Linked DNA regions of Sus scrofa: region 2 is linked to region 1. A link is a contact called in public HiChIP or PLAC-seq data. All regions are on one chromosome and are shown on one strand. The core of a region is the stretch at or near the end of the contact, and the rest is flanking DNA. Distances in the headings are between cores, read along the strand shown.

The links. HiChIP or PLAC-seq counts read pairs in DNA pulled down with a chosen protein or histone mark.
Region 2: an H3K27ac HiChIP or PLAC-seq map of alveolar macrophages shows a contact between it and region 1. The contact joins two enhancer-like sites. A contact is called at or near these places in 1 of 5 promoter capture datasets (fetal skeletal muscle) and 1 of 2 datasets of contacts at active chromatin or transcription factors (alveolar macrophages).

The regions. Positions count from the first base shown.
Region 1 is chrX:106,364,964-106,370,040 of Sscrofa11.1, reverse strand. No RefSeq gene overlaps it. Among named protein-coding and RNA genes, the nearest start is that of SASH3, 6.4 kb to the left of the region's middle. Within about 2 kb of position 3,195, at least 18 of the 83 cell types and tissues checked have an H3K27ac peak or open chromatin away from gene starts, as enhancers often do. A contact at or near this core is called in alveolar macrophages, where this site is marked.
Region 2 is chrX:106,635,875-106,641,217 of Sscrofa11.1, reverse strand. All of the region lies in intron 1 of ELF4 (ETS-related transcription factor Elf-4), which reads left to right. Among named protein-coding and RNA genes, the nearest start is that of ELF4, 23 kb to the left of the region's middle. Within about 2 kb of position 2,742, at least 29 of the 83 cell types and tissues checked have an H3K27ac peak or open chromatin away from gene starts, as enhancers often do. A contact at or near this core is called in alveolar macrophages, where this site is marked.

The DNA.
Region 1 (5,077 bases), core at 1,946-4,445:
CTAGGGGTCAAATCGCAACTGTAGCCCCCGGCCTACGCCACAGCCACAGCTACGCCAGATCTGAGCTACGTCTGCGACCTACACCACAGCTCATGGCAACACCGGATCTGTAATGCACTGAGCAGGGCCAGGGATCGAAGCTGTGTCCTCATGGATGCTAGTCGGGGTGTTACCACTGCGCCACGACAGGAACTCCCAAAGATACAAAGTTCATTGTAGGCTGCGTTCATATAGGGCAGCCCCCACCCGCACCTCCCCGCAAGAGGTTCTAATTTGGCAGATGATTCTGGGTGGGATATTTGGGACAGATGGGACCTAGACCTGTATGAAGGCATCCCTTGCTCTTCGAGCGGTTACCATCTTGCTTTGAGAGAGTAAGCGTTGGGATAAACGATAACTAAATTTTGCAAACTTCCCAAGTGATTCTTATTCTCACCTCTCCTTGCACCCACACGCATTCAGTTGAAAATAATAACAGCGTGGCAGGCGAGGGCCTTTACAACAAGCCCATGATGCGGGCACTCTTATTAGCCTCATTTTCCAGGGAGGAAGCCAAAGCTCAGAGGGGTTTAACAAACTGTGTAAGATGACACAGCTAGGGAGTGCAGGAGCTGAGTTTTAAACACAGGGTTGGTCTGGGTTCAGGGCCCATGCTATTAACCACGAGGCTCAAGTGCCTCTGATACAGAGTTCCTGAATGAGGAGGTGAGAGAATTGACCCCCTTCTTTGGCTGGGGTGCACAGGGCCACCTTGAAGCAGAGGGGAGTGAAGAGGATGGGGAGACATCTGGAAGCGGCACCATATATACAACAGCTGGAGAGTTCGGGTTGATTCAGTGGGGCGACCTATGGGGAGCCTTTGTCAGCTTGGGGGGCTGGTACTCACCGCCTGTAATATCTGGCTCAGAGGGCTGCAAGTTGACTTTAAACAGTTGCCATGTAGGGAGGGGAAGGGCATGTATTCTGGGTGGCCAGAAGTGATGGAGAACAGATCCATGGGAGATTTGGGTTCGTTCCAAGGAAGACATTTAAAATTTTTTTTTTTTTTTTTTTTTGCGTTTTTTAGAACCACACCTGCGGAATATGGAGGTTCCCAGGCTAGGGGTCAAATTGGACCTACAGCTACTGACCTACGCCACAGCCACAGCAACTCGAGATCTGAACCAGGTCTTCGATCTACACCACAGCTCATGGCAATGCCAGATCCTTAACCCACTGAGCGAGGCCAGGGATGTAACCTTCCTCCTCATGGATCCTAGTCGGGTTCGTTAACCACTGAGTCACGAAGGAGCTCCTAAAAAATTTCTTTATTATGGTTGATTTACATTGTTCTGTCCATTTCTGCTGTACAGCAAAGTGACCTAGTCATATTTTTTTCCTCATATTATCTTTCATCATGTTCCATCATAAGTGATTGGACATAGTTCCCTGTGCTCTAGAGCAGGACCATATTGCCTATCCATTCTTTTTTTTTTTTTTTTTTTTTTTTTTTTTGTCTTTTTGCCATTTTTTGGGCTGCTCCTGCGGCATAGGGAGGTTCCCAGGCTAGGGGTCCAATCGGAGCTGTAGCCGCCAGCCTATGCCAGAGCCACAGCAACTCGAGATCCGAGCTGTGTCTGCGACCTACACCACAGCTCATGGCAACGCCAGATCCTTAACCCATTGGCAAGGCCAGGGATCGAACCCGAAACCTCATGGTTCGTAGTCGGATTCGTTAACCACTGAGCCACAACAGGAACTCCCCATTCTTAGTGTAAGGCTTTGCATCTATTACCCCAAACTCCCAGTCCATCCTATTCCCTCCTCCTCCCCTTGGCAAGCACAAATCTGCTGTCCATGTCTGCAAGTCTGTTTCTGTTCTGCAGATAGGTTCATTTGTGCCACATTTTATTTTATTTTATTTAGGGCTGCACCCGCGGCATATGGAAGTTCCCAGGCTAGGGGTCCAATCGGAGCTGCAGCTGCCGGCCTATACCACAGCCACAGCAATGCAGGATCCGAGCCACCTCTGTGACCTACACTGCAGCTCATGACAATGCCGGATCCTTAACCCACTGAGTGAGGCCAGGAATTGATCCTCATGGATGCTAGTCAGGTTCGTTACTGCTGAGCCACGATGGGAACACCTGTGCCATATTTTAGATTCCACATATAAGTGATATCATATGGTATTTGTCTTTCTCTTTCTGACTTACTTCATTTAGTATGAGAATCTCTAGTTCCCTCCATGTTGCTGCAAATAGCAGTATTTTGTTCTTTTTTTATGGCCGAGTAGTATTCCATTGTGTGTGTGTGTGTGTGTGTGTGTGTGTGTGTATATATATGTGTGTGTGTGTGTGTGTGTGTGTGTGTATACCACCTCTTCTTAATCCATTCATCTGTTATTGGACATTTAGGTTGTTTCTGTGTCTTGGCTATTGTGAATAGTGCAAGGAAGACATTTTTGATATTCAGATGGTACTAGCTCAGCCCTGGTAAGCAGGGATCTTCCTGTTTCTAGAAATGTTCAAACAGAGACCACATAGTCCCTTGAAAACACCCGGGCATTTCCAAGGTGAAGTCCACCTTGGTAGCCTGACCCATTACCAGATTTCCTGGTGGTCATTTTAGGCAAGGGTTGGGGGGTGAGGAGAGCAAAAGTGCACCTGGGAGAAGAGCAGAGGAGAGCAAGGGGCCAGGGCAGGAAGCACCCATTCCCACGCACGCAGACGTACACACGGAGCCTGTAGCTCTGGGAACCCTGGGGAGCCTCTGGCAGCAGGGGCTGGTGGGAGGTGACAAGGTCTTGGTTTAAAAACAAAACAAAACAAAACAACACCTGCAGACAGCTGTGGCAGTTACCCTCAGAAGAGGAGGCTGGGCTTTGGTGCTCAGATAAAAACACACCCAGGACTCACCGGAAGGCCTTTCTATGGAAGACTGGGAGGGACCAGGCTGCTTTCCCAGGACTCTGTCTCAAGGTTACAAGGACGAAGGTCGCTGAGCCATCCTCGGGGACAGCTGTCTAGGTCTCTAGGGGAGAGGAGGAGCAGGAGAACATCTCCCAGACATGGAGTCAGATAGAACTGGACTCATAATGCCACCCATCACCTACTGGCTGCATGACCTTGAGCAATGAGCTCTAGTGCCAGCAGTGACAATGATAATGTGGGCCTTGTTTAGGGGTGGCACGGTAGGGAGGACTGTGATGTTTGTGCATGTTTGCCTGTGGGTGTTAAGTGTAACCAGCGTTACCCAGATGACACGCAGAGAGAGAGGGCGCGTGCCCTTGGCCTGGCGCCCAGCTCCTGGAAAGTTTGGTTCACTCCAGATTCCACCCGGTGTTTCTCCTCTTGCCTCGGCACCTGCTTCTACATCTCCTCTGGGTGCCAGCTGAATCTCTGCTGCCTGATTCAGTGGCCTATACCCTGTGTGTCCCCTCCACCTTGTGGAGAGCAGGGTCCCTCAGCCCAAGCTATTCTCGGACACAGGGGGTGCAACAAGCAGGAGGGCCTGGGACTGCTTGGCCCGCTGGGAAGGAAATTAGCTTTTTAGCCTCATAGCCTTACTGAGGACCACTGGGGCTTTCTTAACCACGCATCCTACCTCACTCAAGAGCTGCTTGCTCAGTTCCTGTTTCACAAAGAAACAAGGAAGTGAGGAGATGGGCCGGTCTCAGGGCAAGTGTGGGCTGGGCGGGGCCAGGGCTAGGGAGCTCCGCCCACTCCCAGCTGAGGGAAGCTTGGACCGAGATGGACAGAGAGGAGGAAGCAGTCGCTATTGAATCTTTCATATGTCTGTTTTTTTGGCACCAAGAGTGGCCAACCACTGATTTGAGGAAGTGCCCAGTGAGTTGGTAAAACTCACTGCTGACGTGGTTTAGCTGGGTCAAGAGTAGCCAGCCCCGCCCCTTCTGTTCCAGCCCAGGAACCGTTGGAACAACTGGCGGGCAAATGAGAGAAGACTGAGTGATCATATTGAAAACGAACCATTTCGACTCTTCATGTACATGCGCAGGTCTGGCTTTCCCACTCCTTAAAGGATTTACAGTGTCAAAAATGTAGCTCTGGAGTTCCCCTCGTGGCTCAGCGGTTCACGAATCCGACTAGGAACCATGAGGTGGTGGGTTCCATCCCTGGCCTTGCTCTGTGGGTTAAAGATCCGGCGTTGCTGTGAGCTGTGGTGTAGGTCGAAGATGTGGCTCAGATCTGGTGTTGCTGTGGCTGTGGTGTAGGCTGGCAGCAACAGCTCCAATTAAACCCCTAGCCTGGGAACCTCCCTATGCCATGGGTGCAGCCCTAAAAAGACAAAAAAAAAAAAAAAAAAGAAAAAAAGGGAGTTCCCGTCGTGGCGCAGTGGTTAACGAATCCGACTAGGAACCATGAGGTTTCGGGTTCGGTCCCTGCCCTTGCTCAGTGGGTTGAGGATCTGGTGTTGCTGTGAGCTGTGGTGTAGGTCGCAGACGCGGCTCAGATCCCGAGTTGCTGTGGCTGTGGTGTAGGCTGGCGGCTACAGCTCCGATTGGACCCCTAGCCTGGGAACCTCCATATGCCGCGGGAGCAGCCCAAGAAATAGCAAAAAAAAAAAAAAAAAAAAAAAAAAAAAAAAAAAGTAGCTCTGTCCCATCATCACCACTGCTGTCACAGCAGTGTGACCTCCAGCAGGTCTCCTGGGGCCTCAAATTTGCTCATGAGCGCCAGTGAGGGAGTGACAGAGGGGTGCCAGCCTGGAGCAAGTCAGGATGCTGGGGGTTTCATGCCCACTCTGGCCCCCAAAGGGCAGTGTGACCGTGGGCAAGTGCCTTCCTTTTTCTGGGCCGCTGCTGCAGTTTCCCCGTCTGGACACTGAAGGGATTGAACCTGCTTTCTGTTTGCTTATTCGGTCATGGAGCTCCCTGTCAGGACTGGCTATGGAATTTGTGGGGCCCATCGCAAAACAAAAGTTTGGGACACCTTGTTAAAAGAAATTCTTCAAGATTTCAAGACAATGTCAGCAGAGCAGCACATCAAGTAGTGGCTCCCTTCTCGGTTTTTTTTTTTTTCTTTCTTGTCTTTTTAGGGCCACACCCAAGGCTTATGGAGGTTCCCAGGCTAAGGGT
Region 2 (5,343 bases), core at 1,493-3,992, 270 kb before region 1:
CGCTGGGCTGCCCCTTGCTTTTGCTCGCCGGGGAAGTGGCCGGTAGGGGAAGGGGACATTTGGGAGGGGCACCTAGAGCCCTTCGGGTCTCAAACCCAGCACAGCCCCCCTGCCGCTCCTGGGGGAGCCCCAGATCCAAGCAGGGAGCCTCTACATTGGTTTCTAGGACACATGCTGGCAGGGGCCTCGACAAAGAACACTGTCCCTTCAATAAAAGTTATCTGACTTAATATCCTGTTGGTGCCCAGTCACAGATTGCCCCAGCTTCTAAAAACCCCACTAATGAATCTAATTAGTTTCTGGTCAGTGTGTCTGTTCCCTCCCGGCTCCACTCCCCCGTGGAAACAGGCAGGCCTTCCTGGGATGGGGTGGGGGCAGGGGCGGTGCCATCCGAAGCATCTTTCATTCAGCACGTGCAGCTTTCTGCCACAGTGTCCAGAATGTCAGCCTCACCCAGCCAGGCCTGCTTCTCAGGCCTCTGAAGGCCTGTCGAGGCCCCTTCTGTGTGCGCATGTCTAGCAAAATGACTCTCTGGGCTCTGTTTTCCACCATTAATCTTGGGTTTTTAAGATAATCCCAACTTCAAAATGTCCAAGCTGAGCTCATCTTCTTGCCCTATTTCCCACCCCAATCATTCTCTATCTTGTACCATTCTTTCAGCAAGAACAGGCTGACATCTTGGCGTCTCTCCAACTACTGTGTGACCCCGTACTCTGTCATTTTATTCCTTCAGGGTGGCTCTAGGAGTCGCCTCCTTGGTTCTAGCTGCCCCACCTGGTCCCCTCCCATCTCCTTCATGTGAACACGCAGACCAAACTCATCTTCCTAAAGAACTGCGTGCTTTATGCCCCTCCCTTGCTCAAGAAGCAACAGTAACTCCCGGTTGCTTCCATATGAGGTTCAAAATCCGACACCTGGTCTCTGAGCTTATCCCCCTGATCTCCCTGCCCCCGAGGGCAGTCCCACCCTCTCCCCATGGTCAAGCTGGTTTCCTCTTCTCTACCGTAAGTTTGATAATTATTGCCTATGTCCCCCCCACCTCCGTTTCGTCGCACCACCTCCATTTCCCTTTCTTCCTGTCCATCTAGTAAAGATATCCTGAATGCTTAATTTGTGACCTCAGCCAAAAAGACACAAATCTGACCAGGAAATCTAAAAACACGCTTGGGACCTAACCAAGAGCTTTCACCTACATTAACTCACTGGCCTTTCACGACAACCCCTTGAGCTAGAGAGGATGTCCCCATTTCACAGAGGAAGAGCCCAAGGCAAAGCTGGATCTTCTCCCTGGGAAGCCCGTGCCCTTTTGGTCTGCAGGACCTTCTGGGGATCTTCTCCCTAGGTTGTAGCTGGCAGCCCACCCCGCTGGGTTCGGTGGCTGCCCTGGACTTGGCTTTGCCTGCTGTCCTGCAGCGTGTTCTCCCCGTCACTGACTTGTTCTTGGCTTCCCAGAAGAGCTTAGTGCCCCACTGCCTCCCCCTGGTCCCTGGAGCCCCAGATGAGGGTGTGGTGGCTACAGGCACCTCCAGGGGGCGCTCTTTTGGCTTTCTCAGGCCAGGGCCCTGGGAGTTAGGGCAGCTGGGGAAATAAGTTCCCTTTGTCATAACCTTTCCCCCACCCCTCATCCCCTACTGGGGCTTCTGTCGTGCTCTTCTTGCCACATAACCACAACCCAAAGGGCCGGGGTGGGGTGGAGGTGGCGAGGCCGGGGACTGGGAGCACTCCTCCAACCACACTGCCTGCCCCTCCCTGCAGGGCCTCCAACCCGGGAGAGGAGCCAGCCCCTTCCAAGGCCACAATTGGAAGCCTGCAGCCCACCCTGTCTATGTTCTGGAACCACGGGGGCGGGGCGCATCTGGGGCTTTAATGGGGTCCCCAGCCCCCACTGCTCTCTGGGAGGTCACCCGGAACCCATCATCTGAATGAGTGCATTTTAATTTTCAAAGCACTTTCCTGCCACCATCTTCGTTCACCCGCGACTCCCTGGTGAGCATCTGCTGGGCCTGGATTCCCCTCGGCCCTCACCCACTTTAAGGGTGACGGAAACCTCAGCCCAGAAGATGGCTGACTTTCTCCGGGGTCACACATCTTGTTGGGATGCAGCCAAGAGAGGGCTTCCCTTCTCCTCCCCACACCCCAGCACCATGGGTGGGCTGATGGGTCTCTTGGAGAAAGAGGAGGGGACATCTCTGTGCCTGTGGCCCGCCACCTCCTGCAGCCCTAACCGCCCCTCCACTGGGCCGGCTCTGCGCCTGGGAAGGTAGAGGCAGGACTGCAGCTAAGAGGTGGCGGGGCGGGGCCACTTGGAGAAGAGCCCTGGGCCTGCCCCACCATCAGAGCCGTGACAGACCTTACGCTGGAATCAGGCAGTGACCGAAGGCCAAGGAAGGAAACTGGGTTTCTTGTAAATAAGCTCAGAGAAACCCCAACCAACAGAGCTTGCAAAACCTTTATTTTTTTCCCTCCCTCTTCCTGATTTTGTCTCAAATGGAGGGGGTAATGGAAAGGCAGGAATAGAGAAGAAGTTGACAAAATAGCTGTGGCCAGGGCCCCTTTGCTAGGCATTTGCTCAGCGAGGGCGGTTCAGTTGGCTGATTGGAGTCCAGCCCTAATTGGGCCAAGGTTGCAGGGGAGTCCCACACTCCCTGCTGGGTTACTTCTGCCCTGTCCAGGGCTGCAGACTGGGTCCCTGAGTCTGGCCCTCTGTCTCTTAAATACGCGCCACTGGTCACATGGTACAGCGTGCAAATGTGCTACTGATGACTATTAGCCGGAGGAGGGGCTGTTTTTAAGTAGAGGGTACAGCTGTTCCTGGGGTAGTTTCCATTTTGTTTGTGGTTGTGGGGGGAGGGGTGTTGAGGGAGTGGGAAATTGCATGAAGGAAATTGTCACTTCCTTTCCAGAGAATTCCAGAAAGGTTTCAGGGAGGACGGAGTATTTCAGGAGTGAGAGCTGGCTCGGAGGGGACGAGGAACTGGAGAACTCTGCTTTGTGGGCCCGGCTGACCATCTGGCCCCCATGTTTGCTGGCGTGTGTGAAAATGCCACGGGTGTGATTAGCGATTGTGTGAGAGCCATTGGCTCAGCTGAACGGGTGTAGATCTAAGCTCGCTCCACGGAGACTGTGGACGTGGCTTTCACGTAGGGGCTGCTTCCTGTAGAGGAGGCCCAAATGGGTGGGTGCTGGATACCGCTTGACGTGTTCCAGTGACAGCCCCAGAAAGGGTCCACGGCTGAAGGGGGCCCAGCTGTGGTGACGCAGGAACAGCCCAAACCACTTCTATTTTGCTATTTGGGTTTTGAAATGCAGTCACAACCACAGAGAAGCAGAGGTGTGCATTTGTAGGCCGGGGGTGTGGGCGCCCTCACTTACTTGCTCCCTCCTGTGGCACGCACACACACACACACACACACACACACACACACACACACACACACACACACACACAGACACGCTCACAGACGGTAGTCAGGGCCATACGCTCTCACAGAGGCTATGCTTTCAGCCCAAGTCAGACAGGCCCTGGGAGCCAGGGGTACTGCAGCGGCCTCAAAGGGAGTGGAGCTCTTGCCACCCTGGGAGTGGACTTTGACTGGAGCCAGCTGCGAGCTCTGCAGTGGTGGGGTGGGGTGGGGGGAAGCCAGCACCACCAGTCACCAAGGCTCCCGGTGCCCGATTCCTTGAGCCCAGCGTCCTCGTGGGCCTCCCCTAGCCCTCCGCTCACCCAGAAGGCTGTGTCCAGGGCTCTAGGCCACTGAATCGGTGTCCCAGGGCGTCTGTCCGGGTGCCAGGGAGGGGAGCCCCTGTGCGGGCCTCTCCAGCCTCCAGCAGGGCGGGCCTTCTGTGCGGGTGGCTTCTTGGGTTTCAGGTTCCTGGGAGAGGGAGGTTATTTTGAGGGACATGGGGGAGAGTGAGTGAACATGCAAATGAGCCTCTCCCCACCTCTCACTTTCAAATCCTCAAACATCTGAAGGGGGAAGGGTGAAACTTTCTGGACTGGAAGGTTCCATGGGGGGGGTTCTTAGCTTTGGCCAAGAGAGTAAGATAGCTAGTCCCCCCACCCCACCCTCCTCTTCATCTTAGCTTCAGGCTCGAGCTCAGCTCAGGCAGAAGGAGAAACTAGGATCAGCCTTGGGTGTTGGGTGTAGCCTCACCACACTCACAATCCCGGGCCGGTGGGGACCTGCACCAACCAGGTCCCGAACCGGGAAACTTAGACATGCTGATACTTAAAGGAGGCAACTGGATTAGCCTTTTCTATTTCAAACCTGTCCTCTGCATGGAAGGCCAAGGGTTCCATTCAAGACGGGGCAGGGCTGCCTCCCCTCTCCCACCGCCCCCTAGCAAGGTGGACCTGGGGACTCGCCCCAAGCACCCATGGGCTACATATATTCTGCCACTGGCGCTCTCTTCCTGGGAAGCAATAGGACTGCGTTTTCGGCGGGGGGGGGGGGGGCGGGAGCTGGCTGGCAGTGGCAGCCCCCTGCCTGCCGAACCCTGGGCCCCGCCCCAGCCCACTTCACCACAGCCAGCCTCTGCCAGCCGGCATTAGCGCGGGTGTGTAGCCAGTGTCAGCTCGGGTTTGTCATTCTCACGAAGGCAGGCCCGAGGAGGAGGAACCGACGACTGAGCTTGTGGCTCTGCTGGCCTGACCAGGGCAGCTCTTTGACACACAAAGGCTCTCACGCACTCGTCCTCACACTTGGAACACAGGGGCACACCCTGCACACTGTATATCTATAGTGTGTTTGCACATCCACAGCGAACTCTCTCCCGAACTCCTACTCCCCATTGTACATGATGAGGCAGAAACACACAGATGTAACACACACATAGACGGCACCAGTTTCTCCTGTAAGCTAGAGCACGTGACACCCACCCAGGGTACACATATATATACTTAGAGCCCAGAAAACACCTCACTAGTACCACCTGATCGGTACCATTCACTCATTCGTTCATTCCTTCCTTCCTTCCTTCATATGTTTGTTCCGCAAGCGTACATCGAGTGTCCGCTACATGCCAAGCACGGTACAAAATGCCAAAGTTTCATGGGTGAGCATCACAATCGCCTGTGCCCTCCCTGAAGCCACAATCTAACGGGGGAGGCAAGGGAGGTGCACAGAAGCTCCCCAGGAGGAGAGCACCTGCAGCGAAATCGCCAACATGAAATACTAACCTGCGAAGAGAAGCCAAAGAGATGAGCAAACCTGGAGGGTAGGGCCCTGGCGGAATGACCTTGGTGGGGGAGAGGAGCAGACACAAGGGTTTCGTGTTTAGACAAAGTGGGATTAGGTGAAAGTGATCGCCTTTCATTTGATTAGTATGAGAATGCTTCCTGGG